Regions from separate parts of the Sus scrofa genome. Here region 1 is linked to region 2. The links are chromatin contacts, called in public Hi-C maps. All regions are on one chromosome and are shown on one strand. The core of a region is the stretch at or near the end of the contact, and the rest is flanking DNA. Distances in the headings are between cores, read along the strand shown.

Region 1 (5,343 bases), core at 1,617-4,116, 65 kb before region 2:
TTCCAGGGGAGTAAGGGCAACAGTGTATGGTGCTTGGTTGCAGTGCCGTCTTTTTTTTTTTTTTTTTTTTTTTTTTTTTTTTACCAACCCCTGAGGTGACTGGGGTCACAGGTGGAGCCCACTCAAAGGCCCCCAGTGGTGGCAAGCCATGCCTCCCTCTGTCTCTGAGACAACCATGGCAGTCTGTCTGTCACTGCCACCTGTAGATCATAAAAGAGGCACCATGTCACACTTAGCCCCCTGCTGCCCTTAGCCCACACACAAGGTGCCTGGCCACCAGCAGCCTGTACAAGAAGCGCCCAGTCTCCCCTAAATGAGCAAGAGGCTTCTTACCACCTGTAGCCTGCACCAGAGCTCCCTCACCCTCTGAGAGCCCACAGGTGCCTGTGCACACTCTGGTGCAGGGAGTTGCCTGTGGCTGTCTGCCCCTCATCCTCCCGCCCTCCCCCAAAATTGCACCTTGCCTCTCCTGCAGGTCTGGACCTTCTCCTGGGTTCCCCCTGCCATGGTGTTCCCCTCCTCTCCCTATGGTGTGCTGCTCCTTAACCCCTCAGGCTGTCCCCACAGAGCCAGCCCCAGTCCTCTCCCCAGGACTGACCTCTGGAGCCTAAGTCTCAGTGCCCAGCCCCTGAGTGAGCACCTCAGGATGTGGCATCCAGGCCAGTGGTTCAGATGATCTGTGCAGCTCTCACTCTGCTTTGCTGATCTCATTCCAGCTGCTGTGCTTTTCTCGGCGACTTTGAGGTAACCTCCAACTTGGCTGTTCTTTCCGTCAGTTAGGTGGCTTCCCAGGATGTGGTTCCTTTTCTCTATCACAGCTCCCTCTTGGGAATGCTAGTCCCATCCAGATTCCTTTTCTCTCTCTTTTTTTTCTTTTGTTCTACCCAGTTATGTCAAAAGTTTCTTACCCTTTTTGGAGGTTTAAGTTCTGCCAGCATTCAGTTGATGTTCTGTGCAAGTTGTTTTACATGTAGGTGTGTTTTTTTTTTTTTTTTTGATGTGTTTGTGGGAGAGGGTGAGCACAATCTCTTACTCCTCCACCATATTGCCCTGCCCCCCAATTCATTTTCAATGTGATGATAAATAGGATTGTTTCCCTAATTTTTCTTTCTGATCTTTCATTGTTGTATATAGAAATGCAATCAATTTCTGTATACTAATTTTGTATCCTGCAACTTTACCAAATTTATTGATGAGTTGTAACAGTTTTCTGGTAGTGTCTTTAGGATTTTATAGGTATAATATCATGTCATCTGCAAACAGTGATAGCCAAGATTAGAAAACAAGACATGTCATTCTCCATTGACAGAATGAGTGGATTAAGAAGATGTGGTACATATATACAATATAATATTACTCAGCCATAAAAAAGAATGAAATAAAGTCATTTGCAGCAACATGGCTGCAACTAGAGATTCTCATACTAAGTGAAGTAAGTCAGAAAGAGACAAATACCATATAATGTCACTTATATGTGGAAACTAAAATATGGCACAAATGAACCTACCCACCAAATATAAATAGACTCAAGACATATAGAGCAAATTTGTGGTTGTCAAGGGGAAGGTAGAGAGAGAGGAATGGACTGGGAGTTTGGGGTTGGTAGATGCAAACTATTACATTTAGAATGGATAAGCAATGAGATCCTACTATATAGCACAGGGAACTATATCTAATCTCTTGGGATAGAACATGATTGAAGATAATATGAGAAAAAGAATGTATATATGACTGAGTCACTTTGCCATACAACAGAAATTGGCACAACATTGTAAATAAACTATCCTTTAATTAAACCACTATAACTCATATGGAGTCAAGAGTAGAAGGGAAATCATTTACCAACTCATTGTTCTAACATTTGCTTAAAAACTGACCAAATCAGTTGGTCTGACAGGCAAAAACATCATCTAATGTGGCTAACCTAGTATTACTAGTTCTTTCTTTTTTTTACTTACTTACCACAGAGAGCCAACATAGAGGAATTCCCTCCATTTATTTAGTTAGTTTTATTGTCCCCAATTTCCACATTATAATTACAACTCAGGGAAATTTCTTTTCTTGAACAAAGATGAAGAAAACACTAAAACCTAAAACTTTTCCCAAGGGTCCAGTCATTCATCCAGTAAGCAATTTCTTCACTACACACCAGAGGTCAGTATTGGCTTATTCATTTGCATGAACTATTAATTTTTATTTTCTCAGTTAATAACATTGAGAAACAAAATACCAAGTACCACTATTATGTTGGAACTTTGGTATTTTAAAAAATCCCCTAAGCAAGCATCATCTGGGTAGATATGTGTAGATCATGACTGACTTAAGAAAAGAAGAAAAAGAAAAAAGGCAGCGGAGGAAGCATGCAATGAAAGTGGCTGTTGTTCTTTGGGAAAATGTTCATAATGCATCCCAGGCATATTAATTAAGTGCATTCCAAATGACACTTGCGCTTATGTGTGAGAAGTGTTCATGATGAGCAATATTAAAATTAAATACTGAAAGGGAACTGGAAAGACAACTATAGTACTTAGAGCCCAGAAAGGAAGATCTTCTCTAACTCTGCATGCCTACAATAGCATATCAATGTTAGATGGCAAAAGTTACAGATAATTTGGACAAATAAGAACAGGAGTCTGGCAGTAGAATAATGACCCTGGGGTTAAAAGATTTAATGGAAAGAAGAAAAGATTAAAGACAGACCTGATAGCAGTCTACAGATGTATTAAAGGCTTTCCACAGGAAGACAAAATAAATTTATGTTTTATTGTTTCAGTCAGCAAGGGGTAGAATTATAGAGATGGCAACTTCATATGAGATAGAGTTTTCTAAAAACTATGGGTATCCCAGCATTTTGGCCAGGGTGCCTTAGAAAAACAGTTCCAGCATAGCTTATTAGGATAAACTAAAGGCAAAAATCTTTATATTTTATAAGGTTATATGAGTATATGATTGTGATGCCAAAGAGTAAACATTCTTGTGGGTTCCACAGTTCTAAGCCTCCTTCCAGACATACATATTCTAGGTACCATCTGCTTTAAAAAATCTCCCCAAATCCTCTAGAACAGTTTGTTCACCAGAAGTATCTCTAATATTTTAACCATATACTGCCTTTTATCTTCTTTTGAAATACATTGCACATTTTTATATTATTCAGGTTTGTGTTTCTATGTCTTATCTACAAAATAGGTTCCTCTTTTAGGAACACGTTATTTAATCCTCTCTAATACTTACTACAATCCAATGGAGTTAGTAGATACTCAGATAAAATTTGTGGATTGAATAGATTTCTTTATCTATAAAGTAACAAATAAAAACATCCACTTTCCCTGCCTATGTTATTTTGATGATCAAATGAGATGTGTCTGAAAATACTTTGAAAAGTATAAAGTGTTATAAAAATGTAAGGCATCATTTCCTTTGTTTTTTTTTTTTTTTTTTTTTTTTTGCTTTTTAGGTCCACACCCTCAGCATATGGAGGTTCTCAGGCTAGGGGTCTAGTCGGAGCTACAGCTGGCAGCCTACACCACAGCCTCAGCAACACAGGATTCGAGCCGTGTTTGCAGCCTACACCATAGCTCACGGCAATGCTGGATCCTTAACTCACTGAGCAAGGCAAGTGATCAAACCCACAACCTCATGGTTTCTACTTGGATTCATTTCCACTGTGCCCACTATGGGAACTCTGGCATCATTATTTCAGAGGGGGTCTTCTTAGCTATAACCTTCCATGTCAGATGGAACATAATGGCAACTAAGGAACATTTTTTAAGGAAAAAAAAAAAAACTAATCTGAAAAGAAACTTGTCCCTTCTGGGTGCAAATTATAAGAATCCTCAAGAAAATGTTTCTGCTCATTTTCTGTTTGTTTCTAAACAGCATAATGAGCTATGACCTTTCAGGGAAAATGTTGCTCTGATAGAAGTAATTCACAATGTAGAAAATTGCCCTTGTGTACTTTCAGGAAGGAATTGCAAACAGATGAACTATTTTGTTTTCTCAAGCAAAGGGACTTACCGGGCATGGGTGGCAGCTGTTCAAGTCCATCTGGTCAAGAATTCACTAAGATCATAATGTGAAAGGAGCTCCAATGCAGATTTGCACAACAGCCTGCAAATATTCCTTTGGAGACAAAATGGTTTCTCAGGCCAATAATCTACATTTTTAAAAGTCTCTAAATATGGGTTTCTAGAATAATTCATAACAGCTTTAAGGATTATTATCATCCACTGGGAAAGTCACCCATGTTGCATGACATACTTGTTCTGCTGGCCTGCAAGCATTTGTTTAGAGTTGGGCTTGATCATATTACAACTGTGTAAACAAACCTTTGATTTTATTTTTAAGAACAACTTTTCCAGACAAAATATTGTAAGCAAATAAAGGACATGGCTAGATTTTTGAAACTTATTAACTTTGAAATGATGTTTTAAAACTTAAAGAAGACATGTATGCTCATAAATAAAGTGGGGAAGGAAAAGTAATTGACTGAAGGTTCATAAAACTTCTCAGGAACTATACAAATGAGAAAGAGAAATAATAATAAAAGTGTAATCTATAATCTACCCTATAGTATATTATATTTACATACTCCTTCAAATCTTTCCAACACTTTAAGATACTCTTTCTTTCTACTTTCTTTTTCTTCTTTTTTTTTGGGGGGGGGAGGTGGCCAGGATGAGATCCAAGCCACAGTTTTGACCTACACCGCAGCTGCAGCAACACTGGATCCTTAGCCTACTATGCAGGGCCAGGAATCAAAGCTGTGTTCCAGTGCTCCAGAGACACCACTGAATGTGTTGTACCACAGCAGCAACTCTAACATGCTTTTTCTTACTAGATTATATGATGGATGTTGTGAAGTGGAATGTACAAATGAGTAAACAGATGCAAAAGTGGTTAAACAACTAATTTTGTATTTCCATAGCTCAGGTAAGTACTTTGGATTGTCCTTTGTGTCTGGGGCCATTGTTTTAGTCCCACTTGCTGCAAATTTCCAGAGAACCTGACACCGATGGCCTTGCCTCTCATCTCTCTCCTCACCATGGCCTTCCTACCTTCTTGAAGCCCAAAACCTGTCTCCTGTCTTCAGAATCCTCATGAAACTCCAGGAACACTGATAAGTAGGGAAGTTACTTCCAGGCTTGATGTAGAATTATTCCCCCATGGGGCAGGGCTGGTTTAGAATTGTGGGAGAGGAGCAAGAGGGCATTGGAAAGGAGATATTACTCCTAGAGTTTAAGTTAGAGGCACTAGGGCAATATCACCTTCCCTGGGATGTCCTAAGGCATCCCTGATATATCCATCTCAGGCCCGAATATCCCATCAACCACAGGCCATGACTGG
Region 2 (5,569 bases), core at 1,331-3,830:
CTGGTTTTCATTTGTTGGGGGTTTTAGTTGGGCAGAAGAACTCAAAGATATTGTTATATATTCCTTGAAGAGGAACCAGGACCCTGCCTCAAGGCTGCACTATTGTTTCTTCACTGCTCCTCCCTGGTCTCTGCATTTCGCGGCCCCCACCCTGGCCCCGCCACCCCACACTTCCCTGATTAGCAACTGTTTGAGCCTGTCCTTTGGAACTCAGGGAAGGTCAAGGAGGCTGAAGCTTATTCCCTAAAAACAAGAAATGGGGGACACAGAAAGGCTTGTGAGCAAGAGCCCCACAAGGCCCTGCTCAGTTTTAGTGTCATGGAAGCAGTGCAAATGGAAAGGAAATCTTTAATGAAGCAACATGAAGAGCAAATTGTTGGGAAAGATGCCACAAGTGAGTCAGGTGATAGCCTCAGGTGAAGATTTGAGTGCAAGGTAGCTTTTTAGTAGGAAGATAGAGGTCAAGGTTATTTCTTTTCAGCAGAATAGCACAGAGTAGACCCTTACTAAGTATTTGTTTGGTAGACGAATACATGAGTGAATGATTTGGATTGAGTTCTAAAGAGAAGAGTGGAAAATAGTAACAGATGAATTAAAAGCCGCAAGAGTCAGTATGAGGAAGGCCAAGCTAGCTGCAGAGAGATGGAAGCTAAATAACCCATTTATGGAGACCTAGGAGCTAGATTAGGGTCAGCCAACTAGGGCCTGTCGGCCAGACCAGGTCAGCACCTGATGTTGCACAGCCCATGAGCCAAGAATAAGCTTTACATTTTTAAACAATTGGAAAAATCCGGAGAAGAGTAATATCTTGTGACATGTGCAAATGACGTGAAGCTCAGTTCTCAATATCCATAGAGCAATTGCTTTAAATGTTATCTACATAATTTTCCCCACAACACTATGAGAGGTAATACATTGTTCTCATTTCTGATGAGCAAACTGAAGCTTAAGTTTCAATCAAGATCACACAGTTCATTAGTGGCAGCATCAGAAGCTACACCCACATTAATCTGCCTTTCCAGACTTCCTATTTCCTCTAGAATAAAAGCACTGGCTCTCAGAGTAGTGACACCATGAATTGCTTATAGGAAAGGGTTGAGGTGAGTGCTGAATGCTTGGAGGGCAGCTTTGGAACTGAATTAGAGGAATTTGTTGGGCTTCAAGGCCCCTTGGAGGAGACTGAACTCAAAGTCTCTGGCCAAGACAAGAATTACCAGACCTTTATCATCACCCCACCTGTCTATTTGTAAGACTCCTTTCCCCACCTTGAGCAACCTGGCCTACTCATTCCTGCCCCCAGCTAGAAAAGTTATGTGGCTCACTCCTCACTGACTTCTATTGGGAACTTACATACCCCCAACCAACCTGCAAGTGTATCGGAAGACCCCTCTTTCCCCAACCAGTGAGCAGGTCAGCAGGTGTTATTGAGAGATCTCTCTTCTCCCAGGGTTATAAAAACAGACAGGACTATGTGCTTATTGCTGTCTCTCCCCGATTATCAGGAAGTTGTCCTACTGCTCCTACAGAGTCTCATCTCAATAAACTCTGCTTTCTCTCCACCTCACCATGCTCAACAAACTCTTGTTTCTTTTCACCCCAATACTTCTTCCAACCCACCTGCACAGACCACAACAGAAGGGAATGGTTTAGACAGACACACTTCCGAGAGGAATTAACTCATTTAACTGCCGTAACTCCTCCAGGAGTTCGACGCTATTATTAACGTCCCATGTTGGATAAGGGGTGGCTTTTTTTACACACCATTTCCCAGGTAAAAGGCCTGGATACTCAAAATACTTTGTGTCTTTTGATTGGTGACACCACTGGGTCTCCAAAAGTTCTTCCAAAATTCCAATCTTATTTTTCTGCAAGTCCATGTTCAGAAGCACTTAGGAAAGACTTCCTATGGATTGAAGAATTTCGGTGGCCTGCCTGCTTTCCCTGAGCATCCTCTCTCTGGTCCCTCATTTTCTGCCTCCCCCCCGTGCCCCCAGTCACAAGTCAATCAGCATATGAAGAAATGAAGTAGAGAAGTTTAAGGTTCTAGTGAAGGGCAAGAAAGCTTGGGGGCAGATGACAATCTTTTGTCAAAGATTCAGCAGCTGTATATTTCCGGAAGTGGTTTACAGCCTTAGCACAGGCTGCTTTACTCCTGTGTTTATGGCCTTTGGCCCTTTAAAGCAGCCACATTCCCATTTGGAATTTCACTAGGGGCAGCTGCTGCCAAAGCAGGAAGTGATTTGAATGTAGTCTGTTTTTCGGACTTTCTGAACTTCTGGAGTTCTGAAACAAGTTTTAGCCGCAGGTTTACTGCTTTGCTTTCCTACTAATACTTCTTCTAAAACACCTGTGCAGGGGTTAAAGTCTCAGTGGCCAAGTCCAAAGTCCTGTACAAATACTGACTCAGAAATGAGCTTCACACACCCAGCCTTGCCAGCTCGTTAAATTCAAAAGACTTTTTTTTTTTTTTTTTTTTTTTTTTTGATAGAGACTGGTGGGGGTGAAAAGAAAAAGAAGGAACTAGGAAGAGAAAGAAGGGAAGAGGGAAGTTAAAGCTTCCTTCCCTCCCTGTCTTTCTCAGAAAACCAAACATGGCATCTTCCATGAGGAGCTTGTTTTCTGACCACGGCAGATATGTTGAATCTTTTCGGAGGTTTCTCAACAATTCCACGGAACACCAGTGCATGCAGGAATTCATGGACAAGCAGCTACCAGGCATAATAGCAAGGTAACAAAACAAGGCCTTTTTTGATCCCAGGGAAGAGCCTCGGGCTCATTCTGTGCAGTGATAGATGGGGTTGAGCCTGCCTCTGCAGGCTGGATGCGGGGATAAGAACCAGGCAGGCACTAAGAACAGCTCGGCTCGCCCCCTTCTCCTGCCGCGTTTCAGTTCGATGCTCTCTTTAAACATTCAAAGGCTCTGATTTGTGCTGGATTTCCAGCTGCAGGGAGATAAGCGTTAACCATTTGAAGGCACAAATCCACGTTCCTCGGGGTAAAGATAATATCCAAATCTTTGAGCTCATATTTTTCAGCCCTCTAAAAAAAAAATCCCAAATGGAGTCTATTGTTCTTTTCATTAGAATCAAAATAATTACCAAATACTATTCACCCCTGAGGATTGAGTGGGTGGATGCCTCTCAATTCTCTTACTATCCATTTAAATTCATTTTCCTTATCCATTATTATAGTTATCACTCTCTCTTAAAAAAAAAAATTGTCTTTTACTTTCAACTTAATATTAGCTATGTGGCCCTGAAAAAGCATTTTCCCATTATCAGTGAAACTTGCTCGTTCCTATCCTTCTCCAGACTCCTTTTTTTGGTGATTAATGTGTTCAATTTGTGCCAGAGCTGATAAGCATTATGAGAGTAACAGATTCCACATGCTAAAGATAATCAAATAACCTATCTGGGGGTGGGTTGCTGTAACTTACTCTGCTTCAGGAAATAACGATGGAAAACTGGGGAGAAAAGACTGTGGATCCAATTTGCAACAGCAAAGGAAACTGATATTTTTATCTTTTGCTGGATTTTCCTATTGTAGGCCTGCACTTCTTTCATCAGGATAGTTAACTCTGCCTGACCAGAGAAGGCATTGTTGGATGTATATGGAATTTTGTTTCCCCTTTTATCTTCTATTTTTCGTGGTTCAGTTTTTAAGTGTGCTTTTTAAAAAAATGAGTACTATATAATATGTTAACAATAAGTGAAAGGGTAACAATGCAAAAATCAAAGCAGACAGCAAATATAATTTCTTATCTAGGACCTAATCATAGTTCACTTCTTTTTGTTCATTTAGAAAATTAAAGGTAATGAGTTATTTTGAGTTCTTGTGCCGTATTAACTATCTGTGTTCATGTCTGTGGCTTATGCAGATCCTTTGTTTACTTCAGCTGTCAATTGGATTTGAACATGTACTTTGAATGCACAAAATACAACAAATGATTATGACCCCTGCCCTGTCTTCAAGGTGTATACAATCTAACTGGAAATACTGAATGTAAAATTTGCGAAATACTGAAGAATTTTCAAAGGCATAATTAAGCTTGCACTATAGTGGTAATATACAGTTAGAAATCATCTGAATCAAAGTACCATTTATTAAAAACAGCATTTTTTTTTTTTTGCTAAAGGTGATAGGGAATGAGATTTAGCTGAAAGGGCTTCAAAATTGCTACTCAGAGTTCCTGTCGTGGCTCAGCAGAAACAAATCTGAGTAGTAACCATGAAGACGCAGGTTCCATCTCTGGCCTTGCTCAGTGGGCTGGGGATCCGGCACTGCCCTGAGCAGTGGTGTAGGTTGCAGACCTGGCTCAGATCTGGCTTTGCTGTGACTGTGGTGTAGGCCAGTGACTGCAGCTCATTGGACCCCTAGGCTTGGGAGCCTCCATATGCTGCAGGTGCAGCCCTAAAAAGACCAAAAAAAAAAAAAATTGCTATTTAAGTTGTGTATGAGTTACAGGTAGGCAACATGCCTTCTTAATCTTACATTTTTATTAAAGCAAGATGTGCTCATGTTTTTAAAAGTCAAGTGATTCTAAAAAGCTTATAACAGCAACAAAAATAGTGCTTTCTTGCCATACCCACTCTCAGTCCTGATTCAGGATCCCCAGAGAAAACCACTGTCAACACTCTAAATCATTTTGTTGTTTCTTATGGAATTTTCATTCCTAATTATTCTCTTTCTTAATTTTGATATATTAAAATAGCTAAATAAACATGCACATCCCTCCCCCTACCATGTCAATTCAATATATATAGATACAGATAAACACACAATATATATGTCCAAGTTTTGGTTAAATAATTTGTTTATATCATTTTGCCTGTGTACATATTGTTCATAATTGAACAATGCATTTATACTATAATTACATTTCTTTTTATGTACAATTTTTTTTTGTTTTTCCTAGAGTTAACTATTGTCTCGATTTTAATTTATTTTCTTAGTTTTCTATGAACCTATTGCTACTTAGTCCCCAAGAATAAGTATTAATCTCTTCACAATATATTCCAACAGATCAAGTAATCTATTAATTTCTCCCCATGGAAACATCTTTTCTGTTTTTGTTTTTGTTTTTTTTCCTCAGTCTGAGGTGACTTGCTCTTGGCCTGCTATGCAAGCATTGATGGGGGAATATATTTCACCTTGTAGAAATTTCCTCTCCTCTCTCCAGTATGAATTCCCTGGTTCTGAATCTCATGCTGCCCTTTTCTCTATTTATTTAGTCTTTTTTGTTTTTGCTATCATACTTTAAAAGTTTTCTAAGAAAGAGTGCATGGGATGTAAAATTTTTGAGAGACTTTGTATACTTAAAAATGCTTTCACTCTTTACTCATCTCTGTTAGTTTGGGTACAAACACTATGCTGAAAATGCTTTTATATCAGAAATTTAAAGATATTTTTTCCATAGTCTTGTAGCTACTAGAGTTACTATTGAGAAATCTCATGCTGTTCAAATTTCTCATCTTTGGCTCATGACTTTTTGTTGTTTGTGTGTGTGTGTTTAATATTTTTTATCTAGAATTCTGCAATTTTAAGACATGGGTTATTGCATGGATCTTTT

Evidence for each region. Hi-C and Micro-C count contacts between places; a contact is called where the count stands out from the background.
Region 1: a Hi-C map of retroperitoneal adipose tissue shows a contact between it and region 2, with 2.6 times the contacts expected there. The contact joins the enhancer-like site here to the promoter of HNMT in region 2. A contact is called at or near these places in 6 of 47 Hi-C or Micro-C datasets (embryonic fibroblasts, liver, mesenteric adipose tissue and 3 more) and 2 of 2 datasets of contacts at active chromatin or transcription factors (alveolar macrophages and skeletal muscle).

Annotation. Positions count from the first base shown.
Region 1 is chr15:13,830,369-13,835,711 of Sscrofa11.1, reverse strand. No RefSeq gene overlaps it. Among named protein-coding and RNA genes, the nearest start is that of HNMT, 65 kb to the right of the region's middle. Within about 2 kb of position 2,866, at least 3 of the 83 cell types and tissues checked have an H3K27ac peak or open chromatin away from gene starts, as enhancers often do. A contact at or near this core is called in retroperitoneal adipose tissue, where this site is marked.
Region 2 is chr15:13,765,117-13,770,685 of Sscrofa11.1, reverse strand. It overlaps HNMT (histamine N-methyltransferase), which reads left to right and starts at 2,580. Exons shown (of 6, transcript NM_001244561.1): 1 at 2,580-2,728. The coding sequence starts at 2,592.